Regions from separate parts of the Drosophila melanogaster genome. Here region 2 is linked to region 1. Evidence: chromatin contacts called from public Hi-C data. All regions are on one chromosome and are shown on one strand. The core of a region is the stretch at or near the end of the contact, and the rest is flanking DNA. Distances in the headings are between cores, read along the strand shown. Region 1 overlaps zfh2 (Zn finger homeodomain 2). Region 2 holds the start of gw (gawky).

Evidence for each region. Hi-C and Micro-C count contacts between places; a contact is called where the count stands out from the background.
Region 2: a Hi-C map of the Kc167 cell line shows a contact between it and region 1, with 2.4 times the contacts expected there. The contact joins the promoter of gw here to the enhancer-like site in region 1. A contact is called at or near these places in 6 of 107 Hi-C or Micro-C datasets (the D17-c3 cell line, the Kc167 cell line, the S2 cell line and 1 more).

The regions. Positions count from the first base shown.
Region 1 is chr4:519,312-525,463 of dm6, forward strand. zfh2 (Zn finger homeodomain 2) reads left to right here. Exons shown (of 14, transcript NM_001258496.3): 4 at 2,162-3,793; 5 at 5,020-5,201; 6 at 5,593-6,152. The coding sequence starts at 2,193. Among named protein-coding and RNA genes, the nearest start is that of zfh2, 21 kb to the left of the region's middle. Within about 2 kb of position 4,485, at least 17 of the 39 cell types and tissues checked have an H3K27ac peak or open chromatin away from gene starts, as enhancers often do. A contact at or near this core is called in the Kc167 cell line, where this site is marked.
Region 2 is chr4:656,796-662,870 of dm6, forward strand. It overlaps gw (gawky), which reads right to left and starts at 3,813. Exons shown (of 10, transcript NM_001014691.3): 1 at 3,634-3,813; 2 at 1,107-1,713; 3 at 1-889. The coding sequence starts at 1,542. CG46466 reads right to left here. Exons shown (of 2, transcript NM_001382171.1): 2 at 4,214-5,185. The coding sequence starts at 5,178. The coding sequence ends at 4,360.

The DNA.
Region 1 (6,152 bases), core at 3,235-5,734:
ATTGAACTCATTGACGGAGTCTTCTAAAGTGCAAGTCCCTAGTGCCAAAATAAGGTAAGAAAAAATACAAATATTTGGCAAGTCACCCTCACCAACAATGAATTGGCCTTCTTGATGAAAAATTGCTCAAAACGATACTGTACGCTAAAGGTGCGATGGAAAGACGCACTGGCTCAGGCAAAGCTTAAACCTGGCTGCCGTCCTGGGTTCAAAGTACGTCAAGAGTGGTTTGCATACGAGCTCAACTGCAATCGCAACTGGAAGCACAGGCAAAGCCACAGTCGAAACTGAAGGCTGCAGTCGAACTCGCGAGCAAATTCAAATCGAAACACCACCGGGCTGCATGCCACTTGATGGTGGTGGTTGATATATCACGGAATTTGTATGTGGGTGTATTGGCTACATAGGCATAAGCAAAGTAAGCCTGCAAAAGCGACTGTGTGAAACCAGTTGAGAAATATGAAGAACAGATAAAAACGACTCCAGAGAAATAAAGACATACAACAAAAAGGCACGCGCGAATAGTCCGAACGCTTTTGAGAAGGGACGGATGAGGTTCGGCGGAGTGGGGATGACAGCAGCGAAACCTTGACTTCCTTTGTTTTGTGCACAGCCACAAGGCAGTGAACTTTTCTATTTCAGCCTCCACCAGTACAAACGAAACGAGACAATATGCGTATGATGGTATGATGGGATATCATCTACTCCCTTCGCAGGATGACGGGTATTAAAAAGATTCCTTTGCATACCTGGTTATTAATTTAAAAACAAAATAAAACGCTTCGACTATAAGATACGAATATGGTGATGAACCAAGCCATGCCTTTCAAACAATGAATGAACGAAAACGAATGAATCTTTCAAGTAACTCTGCGTTAGCACAATGTAATGTTTGTAGTGTTTATGTGATTTAGCCCTGATTTTACCCATGAATTTATTATTTCGATTACTAGCTGCTACTAGGACTAAAAAAGACACGAAAGAAAAACAAGAGTCTATTTTGTAAGGGCTTCTTGTTAGTATCCACTTCGATATTTCTAGAGAATACAATTCTTTTTATACCCGGTACTCTAGATTCGAGACTTTCCGACCACATAAAGTATATATATTCTTGATCAGGATCAATAGCCGAGTCGATCTAGCCATGTCCGTATGCCCGCATGAACGCCGAGATATCAGGTACTAGAAGGTTGATATTAAGCATTAAGCAGATTCTTGAGACAAAGACGCAGCGCAAGTTTGTTGATCTATCGATATCCCAGCAAAATATTGAAATTACGCGTTCACATTTACACTAGCTGAGTTACGGGTATCTAATTGTCGGGGACCTCGACTAATCTTTTATTTAGATTAGAGTCATGAAGAATCTCACAACGAACCAGAAAACCAGTTTCAATTGCATTCGGAGCAAAAAGTGTACAAAGGTTTAACCTTTTTTTTTTTAATGCTAAATGTGCAATAGTTAAATATTAGCTTAGCTTTAAAAAGGTTTTTTATATAGACCGTCACAAAATTTCAAATCATCAATTTTTGGAGGTGGATATCAATTATATATAGACGAAATCTTAAATAAAAATTTAAATGAAAAAAGCGTAACAAGCACATAAAATCAAAATTTTAATTGATTAAGTCTTCTATAAATTAATACACAAACTTTTTAATTTTTGCCGATTGCCCGCTAAATTGACAGGGTGTTCAAAAACAGATTAAAAGTGGTTCAGATTGAAATGTTATTGTCGTAGAACTCTTAAACGAAGATTTCATACAAAACAACATATTGCGATTTGCATTTTAAGTTGGGCATTACACAGGCTACATAAGCGCCAAAAGCTTCATAAGGAAATTGGCAAATCAAAAATATTAAGAATAACGAAGTTCTCAAAAGAACTTGGACAGCGTAGGAGCCACCAGAATAGATTTGCCGAGATCTTGACGTTCATACCGATCCGAATCAAAATAGGAATTTCAAAGGATCGTTAACGGTTCCTTTCACCTGTTGCATACTTTTCATACAGAGCGTTTAAATCTTTAAACAAGATTTTTAAAGAAAATTAATCATTTTAGGATGGAATCGCGTTCTACAGTCTTTTTTCGGACTATATAAAACATATTAATTAAATGGGGTATTAAACTACAAATGTGTATTCTTAACTTTTTTTAGGTCCAATAATGGTAATGACGACGGCTCTCCAATGTCCAGTTTTGATGTGGAAACTTTTAATGGGAAAATAGTTTACAATCTTGATGGCAGCGCACACATCATCGCCACAGATAATACCAATGGAGGTGGATCAGGGTCTGGCCAAAATTGTTATGGTTCAACAACGAATTCACTAAAGAACCTGTCAAAGGATAAAGGTCGAGGGCAGGAAGAGAAAGATATAGAACACCCGTCCCAGTATCATCGAGAGCAAAGCGATAACAAGAGGCAGGAGGAAGCTGTGGACAATCGTCCTGGAGTCGAATCCTTAGGAAGCGCTTGCTACAAATCAAGTCCGAAAATCCATTCTTTTCGTGTAGTGTCCGCGCAAGATGCTAACTCAACTTGTCAGGATCAAATCAGAGCATTTAAAATCCAGAAACCAATTTTAATGTGTTTTATATGCAAGTTGTCTTTCGGCAACGTTAAGTCCTTTAGCTTGCATGCAAACACTGAACACCGACTCAATTTGGAAGAGCTTGACCAGCAGCTACTTAATCGCGAGTACTCCAGTGCCATTATACAGAGAAATATGGATGAAAAGCCACAGATATCCTTTCTACAGCCATTGGCTAATAATGACGCCTCTGCTGATACCAATGATACAGAGAAGCTTCAAACAGCAACTGAGGGCAGTGACGCCACTCTGCCTTCGTCTCCGCAGCCAGTTTTCAGGAATGTCTCTGAACTCGAGCCCGAAAATAAGCAAGAGACTGAGCAGAATCGGCTCCTGAACCAGGACCGGGAGCAAGAGCCTGAATCAGATCAGCACACTAGTAGTAGTAAAATGGCGGCACCTAGTGCATATATCCCATTATCATCGCCCAAAGTAGCGGGAAAATTAACTGTGAAATTTGGTTCCTTAAACTCAGCAACAGCAAAGACTAATAACCTATCAAAAGTTTCCTCAACCAGTTCACCACCATCGACATACGCATCCGGGGAGGTCTTATCACCCAGTACTGATAATATAAGTAACCATAAGTCAACACATTGCAACCAAGAAACAGAGCCACCCTCGTCGTCTTCGTCAGAGGTGGAAATGAAAATTGGCTCTATGTCCACATCACCTCAAACAAATGATTCGGATGTTCCATGCTCAGGGTTTTTGCAAATGCAGCACATGACAACAGGTGGTGCATATACTCCTCAAGTCAGTTCCTTCCATGCATCTTTAGCTGCGCTGGCCGCCAACGAATCGAATGACAACCGGGTTAAGCTGATCACAGAGTTCCTTCAACAGCAGCTGCAGCAACATCAGAGTTCCTTATTTCCAAGCCCATGTCCCGATCACCCCGACCTTAATGGTGTGGACTGCAAAACCTGCGAACTCCTTGACATCCAGCAGCGGTCAAAGTCGCCGTCCTCTTCACATCACCAGTTTTCTCAATCTCTTCCCCAGCTGCAAATTCAGTCGCAGCCGCAGCAAACCCCACATCGCTCACCTTGCAGCAACAGTGTTGCCCTGCCCGTATCACCCAGCGCCTCCTCGGTGGCCAGCGTTGGAAATGCGTCGACCGCCACATCCAGCTTTACAATCGGTGCCTGTTCCGAGCACATCAATGGTCGTCCCCAAGGAGTAGACTGTGCGCGGTAAGCAATAGGTTCGAACTAGTATGCAGTAGCATTTGGGGTCTCAGTCCTATTACGGGGGATGGATAGGTTTTTATGGATGGGCAATCATAGGCCTTGCTGCAGGCATTTAATGGGTGATTGGTGAAGGGTTGTCTTTGAGGACCGCACATACCACGTGAAGGGTGTGATTATTGATCTTTTGAAAGGGGTACGTTCATTAATAATGCCGTAATATGCGGAATTATTAAGGATATTTGAACTTGTGACTGGATCTGAAAACTTTTTGCCACTGTTGAACAATAAGTCATTAGGCCAACAGCAGTAACGTCATGGGTTGATTAGTTGCGCCCGCGGGACATGCTTACAGGCTGTTCATTAAAACGCAAATGCCGATTGGGTTGATTATAAAAAGCCCTTCGGTTAGTTGCATCCCACTAATTGCTTCACACTTGAATAATCACGTTTGCTTCCAAATCCCAACCGGCATTGACAAGAAGCACCAATGAAAATATTCTTTGGTGAATTTGTAGAGAGGAGAGTGTTAAATGCCCTACCAACAGGTGCACTAGTTTTTTTCATTCTTACAATTTAATGTTGTTGGAAATTTGTATCACGCGGAACATTTAGGTTGCTTCTTTATTAAAAGGGTAAATATTATATTTACAAATGCGAACAGAAAGCAAACAAGATTATAAGAATATACCATCATAAATTGTTGAATGGAGCAGAGTACATTGTATATTACGGATCTATTCGAGGAATCTGTTGTTGTTAATAAGGTCCACACCACTTTTAGTCTCCGGTCCCATAAATATATATTATATGCCTGTATATTTCAATTAAGAGTTTGTTGGGAAATCTTTGTTATGTTGATATGATCTGCACGGAGGGGCAAAGTTAAATATTGCAGTGGCGTAAGTTTATGATGGCGGCTGAACCAACAAAAATTAAACCAATTGCGCTGATTTCACTTAATAAATGTTTCTGAACGCCTGTCCGTCCGGACCCCAATTGTTACAATTTAATGGTGTCGCCTGGGTCGAGGCGAACAACTGTCGGTTCGGTATCACTATAATTTTTCTGTCACTTTGTTAGGTACCACCAATGATACTACTACATAGTAAACTACTAATCGAATACAATTAAATCAAATCGCTTGGCCATTCTGAACTATATTTTAAATTACATATTCTGTTTCGTTGTTTAATGATTATTATATTACTATCCATATTTTCGATCCTCAGCTGTGAAATGCTTCTAAACTCGGCTCGATTAAATAGCGGCGTGCAAATGTCTACTCGCAATTCCTGCAAGACTCTTAAATGTCCCCAATGCAATTGGCACTATAAATATCAGGAAACATTGGAGATCCACATGAGGGAGAAACATCCAGATGGGGAGAGTGCCTGTGGTTATTGCCTTGCAGGTACTAAGTTCATTAAGCTTACAAAAATACTACTTAGTCTTTTAATATACAAAATTCAAGAAAAATTTATTTTTCATAATTTTACTACATATAATTTAGGGTTATTGCAGCAAATAGAACATATAAAACCGGTATATTTTATTTTTTTTCGATTGCTCATTGTTCTATTGCTCGGTTGTTTATTGAACACAATATGGTGTAGTTTTTATACCCTTAAAGTGGGGCACATCTGTCTTTTTTTGCTCGTCCACTACGAAATGGCGTTACATTGTTGTTTTTATTACTTTTTATAATGTGAACAGTGGTTTAGTCCTGTAATAAAACGATCTTAGATTTTTAAAAGAGTTTAAATCAGTTACCAATTTATTTAAACCCTTTTCCTATGGCACAGGACAACAGCATCCTCGGCTGGCACGGGGGGAATCCTACTCTTGCGGTTATAAACCGTATCGCTGTGAAATCTGTAACTACTCCACGACCACCAAGGGTAATCTTTCCATTCATATGCAATCGGACAAACATCTGAACAACATGCAGGAGCTAAACAGCTCTCAAAATATGGTTGCAGCTGCGGCTGCTGCTGCGGTGACTGGCAAACTGCTGCTCTCCAGCTCCTCGCCCCAAGTAACTGCTGCATGTCCATCCAACAGCGGGTCTGGCGCAGGCAGTGGCTCATCCAACATTGTCGGCGGCACCGCATCCCTGAGCGGAAACGCAACGCCTTCCGTAACTGGAGCAAATAGTTCTAATGCCAATGCCGGAAGTAATACAAACAACGCCGGTACCAAGCCAAAGCCTTCATTTCGATGCGATATCTGTAGCTATGATACTTCCGTGGCCCGCAACCTACGCATCCACATGACCAGCGAGAAGCACACCCACAACATGGCAGTGCTTCAGAATAATATCAAGCACATCCAGGCATTTAATTTCTTACAGCAACAACAACAG
Region 2 (6,075 bases), core at 2,563-5,062, 140 kb after region 1:
GTGTCATCTCCCCAAGTAGTAACAGCAGCAACATTATTTCTGCCACCTACATTGCCGGAATGCACCCACATAGCGCCGCCGTCTGGTTTGTGTTGTACGCCGCCCACAGATGGAATCCGGGCTTGAGGTCCAACTACACTGCTTATAGGATTACTTGGATTGGCTCCCACTGGAACATTGCTATTTCCAACGCCGGCTATTCCTATACCTCCCGTTTGGCTTTGGCCACGCATGAGATGACTACTACGACCTATCGAATCAGTCATGTCTTTCCAGTGACCGCTTGCAGCGGGAACACGAGTTTGCTGACCCCACAACGATGTACCATCATCGTAGTTAGGAATACTGCGACGCTGAGGCGGTGGTGATGGTTCCTCCCATCCACTTATCTGTTTTGACATGTCTTTGGGACCACTTACACCAACGCTTACCGGTTGAGCAGGCCCCCACTGTGTTGGGATATTGCCTGATACTGTACTAGGACCGGGACCTCCAGGACCGATGCCCGAGCCAGATGTTCCGACACTGGTGCTGGCAGTTGCTACACTTTGACCAACCATTTTGTTGATACCTTGCAACTGGTTATGGGACATTTGTGGATGATGACCCCACATTTCAGAGGTCCCATTAAGACGACCAGATATTCCACGGGGATCTCCTCGAATAGGGTCACGCGGATCGATCATGCGAATGTCTCGTGGATCGCTCGAAGTTGCTCCAGAACCGTTACCGCCGCGATGTTCAACATTTCGAATATCCATGGAGCCACCAACTCCCAAAGGGCGTATTTCACGAGGGTCTCCCCAACCGTTACCAGCGTTGCTGGAGTTTCCGCTACTACCTGTTGCGACTCCAGACGATCCAGTTATATTGCTTGACCCGTTACCTCCTTAAATAACAGCAGAAATATAAAAGTATTTCGGGTTAATGAAATAAAAGTTTCTGTAGAACTTAGAATAGGTAATTCCCCAGATAAGGCTCCAACTTCAATTACTACACTTTATGTTTTTATCATGTATTGTTAGTCACATTTTGAGGGAAAAGCTAGAGCCTTTATCTGATCGTTTGCGCTTAACTTCATTAATTCTAATAGATATTAGGCCTACCAGTTGATCCAAGTCCGACGCCAACGACACCTTGTCCCCACTGAGGTCCGCCAGACGAAACAACACCGCCTGGACCGACATTAACTCCGGCTTGGTTTACTCCCACTGCAGCTCCGGATCCCGCGTTGCTAACAGCTCCTCCAGTCCACACACTACTACTATCGGCGCCATCGTCGTCCTCACCCCATGTTCCACCTAAGTTAGAGGATGGTGTATGACCCCACGACGGCTTTGGAACTTGCTGTGCGGCCGGCTGACCTCCGTTTCTCAAATTGGACTCCCAAAGATCAGTACCATTGTTAATGCTTGGCTTCCACATTGGTGGACCGGGTGCATCCTTATTGGCTGGTTCTGGCGAACTGGGAACTTCCCAATTAGTATCCTGGTTAACATGCTGACAGCCCCAGCCATCTTGGGAAAAAAGGGCTTCACGCATAGTGCTCAAGTGTTCTAACTGATTGTCAGCTTCAAAAGTAGCATTCCTTACTATTCCAACATCCACTTGATCTTTAACTTCATTATCATAAGCATTTATGGCAATTTTTAAAAGTTATTTAATTTAATCGAAAAGGAATGACTTAATCTGAATCCTTGTTCTTTCCGTGTTCTGTAGAAATATAGAAAACATTTATTATTTTTATTACAAAATATTCATTCTAAATCAAATTGCTAAGTTCTTTTTTTATTTTCTTGTATATACACAGGATAAATAAACTTAATCACCGTGATACGTTTATGCTTTATACACATTATTAATAGAGTAAAATGGTATATGGTATACCAGATTTGTTCTAAAGTATGTTACATAGCGGAAGCGTTTTCGACATAAAAGCTAGACAGTTGAGAATAAGCATGCAGATTCTAGTGACCCCTACGTTGTGCACGTTTGTTTTTAGTTTTTCTATTGTTCGTTGTTCTTAAAAAATTTTTTAATTCTGATCAGCTTTTCGTAGGCTTAATCAATATCTTCTTTACAGATTTTTAACTGCATAACATCAGTTAAAATTCTGAAGGAGAAATCATAAAAATTTAAGCTTTATAATCGATTCAAAAAGTCTGAGGACATACATATGGGTATATAAGAGTGGGAGTCATTTGACAGGAGTTAAACATGTATACTTAGTATGTACATAAAGAATTTTAAAAATGAAATATGCATCGCGATCGCTGACCTACCAGGTCTGCTGCCCAACCGGCAGAATCCCCACCCACATTAACGACAAATTCCTGTGTGAAAAACGAATGCATGTCAAAAAATAAAACAATTAAATTCACAACTCTGTAATGGTATATAAATATACATATGCATATGTACACAAGTAAAATGAATTTGTCAACTCTGGGCAGGCAGACATTGACGGAAGCACCCTATTTTATGTCTCCCTTTCCTAATTTCGCACTTGCAATTATGCTCAAATAAACTTAGAATTTAAAATGTATTTACACAACCTGTATATATGCAAGTATTGGCAAAAAGACTAATGCGATAGATATATACATGTATATACATTTGTATGAATACATTTTCAGTACTCTAGTGCATATGTAGAGAAGTCATTGTACAATACTTAGTATATTCGCGTGTCTTGTACCCTATGTGTAGAAATACAAGCGAAAAGCTGAGAACGTCACAAAATGGAGATCTAACTAAAACCTACCAAACAGAAATTAGAAATTAATATCTATTGCCAGAATATGCGTTTATAGTAAAATTGAACACTTGTGTATACGCTAATAGTTCACCGAATATTTGCAACAATTTTTGCCTTTACTGAACGAGAAGTTGATTTTCTCTATATATGTAAATATATGTGCATTTTTGTGTGTATGCATGTCAAGCCACTTTGACGAGTTCACAAAGTGTGTATGTGTTGTAAAACATACACACATTCGACAATCAATTATAGTTTTTCATATTTCACAAAATAAACTGGGATTAATAACAATCTTGAATGCGAAAACTGATTAGACTCAACAATAATTATAATTCGATGTAATTGAATATAAATTTCTGCGCACGTTCGACGATGGGGACGGCAGTTACTAGTGTATTAAATAAACCCATACAGATATTCCTGCTTGCAATATTGCCACCTAGTCAAAATTTAAAGACGGAATGGAAAGGTATGTGGAGTATAGACTAATGCAAATATGCAAAATGCTTACTTTATTTTTAATTACACTATTACTAAATTTTAACTGTTGGTGTGGAAAACCTCAAAGCAAATGCGACACATTTAAATTCCCTATTGCTTTGTCATTATGTAAAAGATTTAAAGCGTGGCAACTCTTGACTGGAACATATGTACATATAGACTTTTCCAATGCACGATACACAAGCGAACAGAATTTATTCTGCACTGATACACACATGCGTATGTCCGAAACTAAACGCTTGGGTTTTTGCGACCATTTAGGTTATGCACACTTAGGTTATGTCAGAAAGTTTCGCTTTTAATCGTACTGAGTACGTCTTCAACCATACATTAAAATTATTCTACTTCAATTTAGCTGCATTACTCCGTACATTCTATCCGTGGTGGGCTGTTGGCAATCTTTTCGTTTTAATGACAAAGCGCTTGTTTTCGAAAGATTACGCACACAAAAACATTCACTACTCGTGCTAATTCATTTTAACACACGCAATTTAAATAAAAAGTAACTATACGATGCTCTCACTCGCACTTCGCCTGGATCACGACAGACTCTTCTAGGTAGATGTCCGATATTTTCTTAAACTAATCGATATTAATCAATCTTAGGTAATACCCAGTTTACACAACTGCCTAAAATAAGTGCTGTGACCCGTTCACATCGAAGAGGTCAGATAGAGGGTACACAACAGAAGGATTAATTGATTAAAATAAATTAGCTGATATAATTTAAATTAATTCAAAACAGAGCTGTTTCAAACAAGTTCCAACTCATATAACTCTCGACCATTTCTAACAATTCAAATGAAATTTAAGGGATTAAAACAATACAGTGAGATAACATATGCATTAATAAATTTTAAAGCTTGAATGCCTTATTGAAGTGAGAATTGAAACAGGTTTGGGCAATCCATTAAATTCATAACTTATTTTATTAAGTCTATGTTAAAAAAGAATCCTTAATAATGTAATGTATAAAGTTTGGACTTACGACCGATTAATATTAATGTGTATGTTTTGGTGTTTTGCCTTGAAATCAAATGAAATTATGTTCTAAAATATCGGCTCTCCTTCGACTATCTATGAGATTTAAATAGGTTTTACCAATTGCTAAGAAAATCGAAACCCTTAGGCATTTTTAGTTCAGGGGATAACAGTTTTGTATTTTCGTCTTGACGTGCATCTTTAAATTCGTTTTCATAATCAGACAAGTCGTTTAACACACTGTTTTTCGATCCACATTTAACGAGCAGTTGCATTTTCTCATTAGATTCAATACATTCATCAATATAAACAGTTTGGGTTTTTGAGAAGTTTTCATGAATGGAAATCTTTCTTTCCGTTGTGTTAACGCCGGTTTTATCATTAGAATTAAGGTGGAGAATTGGTATTTTTTTATTGGTTGAATCTTTTGTCTTCAATTTTAAATGAATGGCCTTTTTTACGCCTAATGGAGTTTCAACAAGACAGATATCATCAAATTCTTTTAATACTATGTTAATTTGTGATTTGGTTCGATAAGAAAATGGAAACGAATGTTCATCTTGAAAATCTCCGGTGTTTTCATCGCGTAATATTTTTAAACCAACGTTTTGATAATTATATGTGTGTAAATCTTGGCCGTTATATAAATATACAATGTCTCTGAAACAAAATTTACGGTAATCATTTTTACTAACTTCAGTATTTTCGTACGGATCCTGTGCCGCATAGTTTTCTTTAGTCTTATGACAGTACTTAGAAAATATAACAGGATCTATTAATTGGTTATTCAATATTTTTTCCTGTTCGTTTAAAGTCAATTTAAGCCAAGCGTCTTGGTTGTATGTAGATTTAACTTTATTGAGATCGCAGGTAATTTTTTCGGAAATTGAATTAAGACGTGAGAAGTATGACTGAGCCTCATCGTGTGTTGTCATTTTTGATCTGAAAATAAATATGGTTTGCTGTATTAAATGGTTAGCGGAACGTTAGATTCTATCATAAAATCGAATAATTATATTAACCTGAATTCTTGAAAAAGTATTTATAATTCTTTTATACTCTTCACTCGTAAAGTAAGGGGGTTATTAAAAATTAAAAAAGAACATAACAGGTGAACAAAAAGGTTTCCGAGACTAGTTAATGAACTTCGGGATTTGGACACTATATGATGTCCAAACCGAAAACAAATGCAATAAAAAAGAAATATATAACCTTAGAATCAAATTAGCCCACCTCTCCTTTATTTACATTACTAATTTTTGGTAGCCAGAGGAGTGCTTCCCGACATTACAACATTCATAGGGGCAGACGGAAGTATCAACTCGGATGGGTGTTTCTTTCTAATCTAGACACATACATATGTATGTATATACTACATAGGGTTTATGTGTGTTTAAATTGATATGGGCGTTACAGTTTTGAACGATTTGTAGGTATTTGGTTAAAATTGTTTTTGGCAGTTTTTGGGCGGTTCGTGGTCGTTAGAACAAGCGTGTAAACATTTGGAAACATGTGAGTATAAAATGGGATCGATGCGTTCCTATTACATACATATACTTTCTATGATCGGAGACGGTTTCTTCTACCAATTACATACATTGCAGCGAATCTAATACATATACGATTTTACTTTACAAGTAATGGGTATAATATAGGAAATAAACAAAAATCGGCAAGCCGATTTTTATATGCTTATACTGAATAATATCTATTTATGATCACGAACAGAAAAAATTTGACTTTTCCAAGGCATATGGTCGAAAACTGTTCAATACCGAGATAAAACACTTTCTAACAAAAAAGAAGATATGTATGTATGTTCCCCTTTGTCG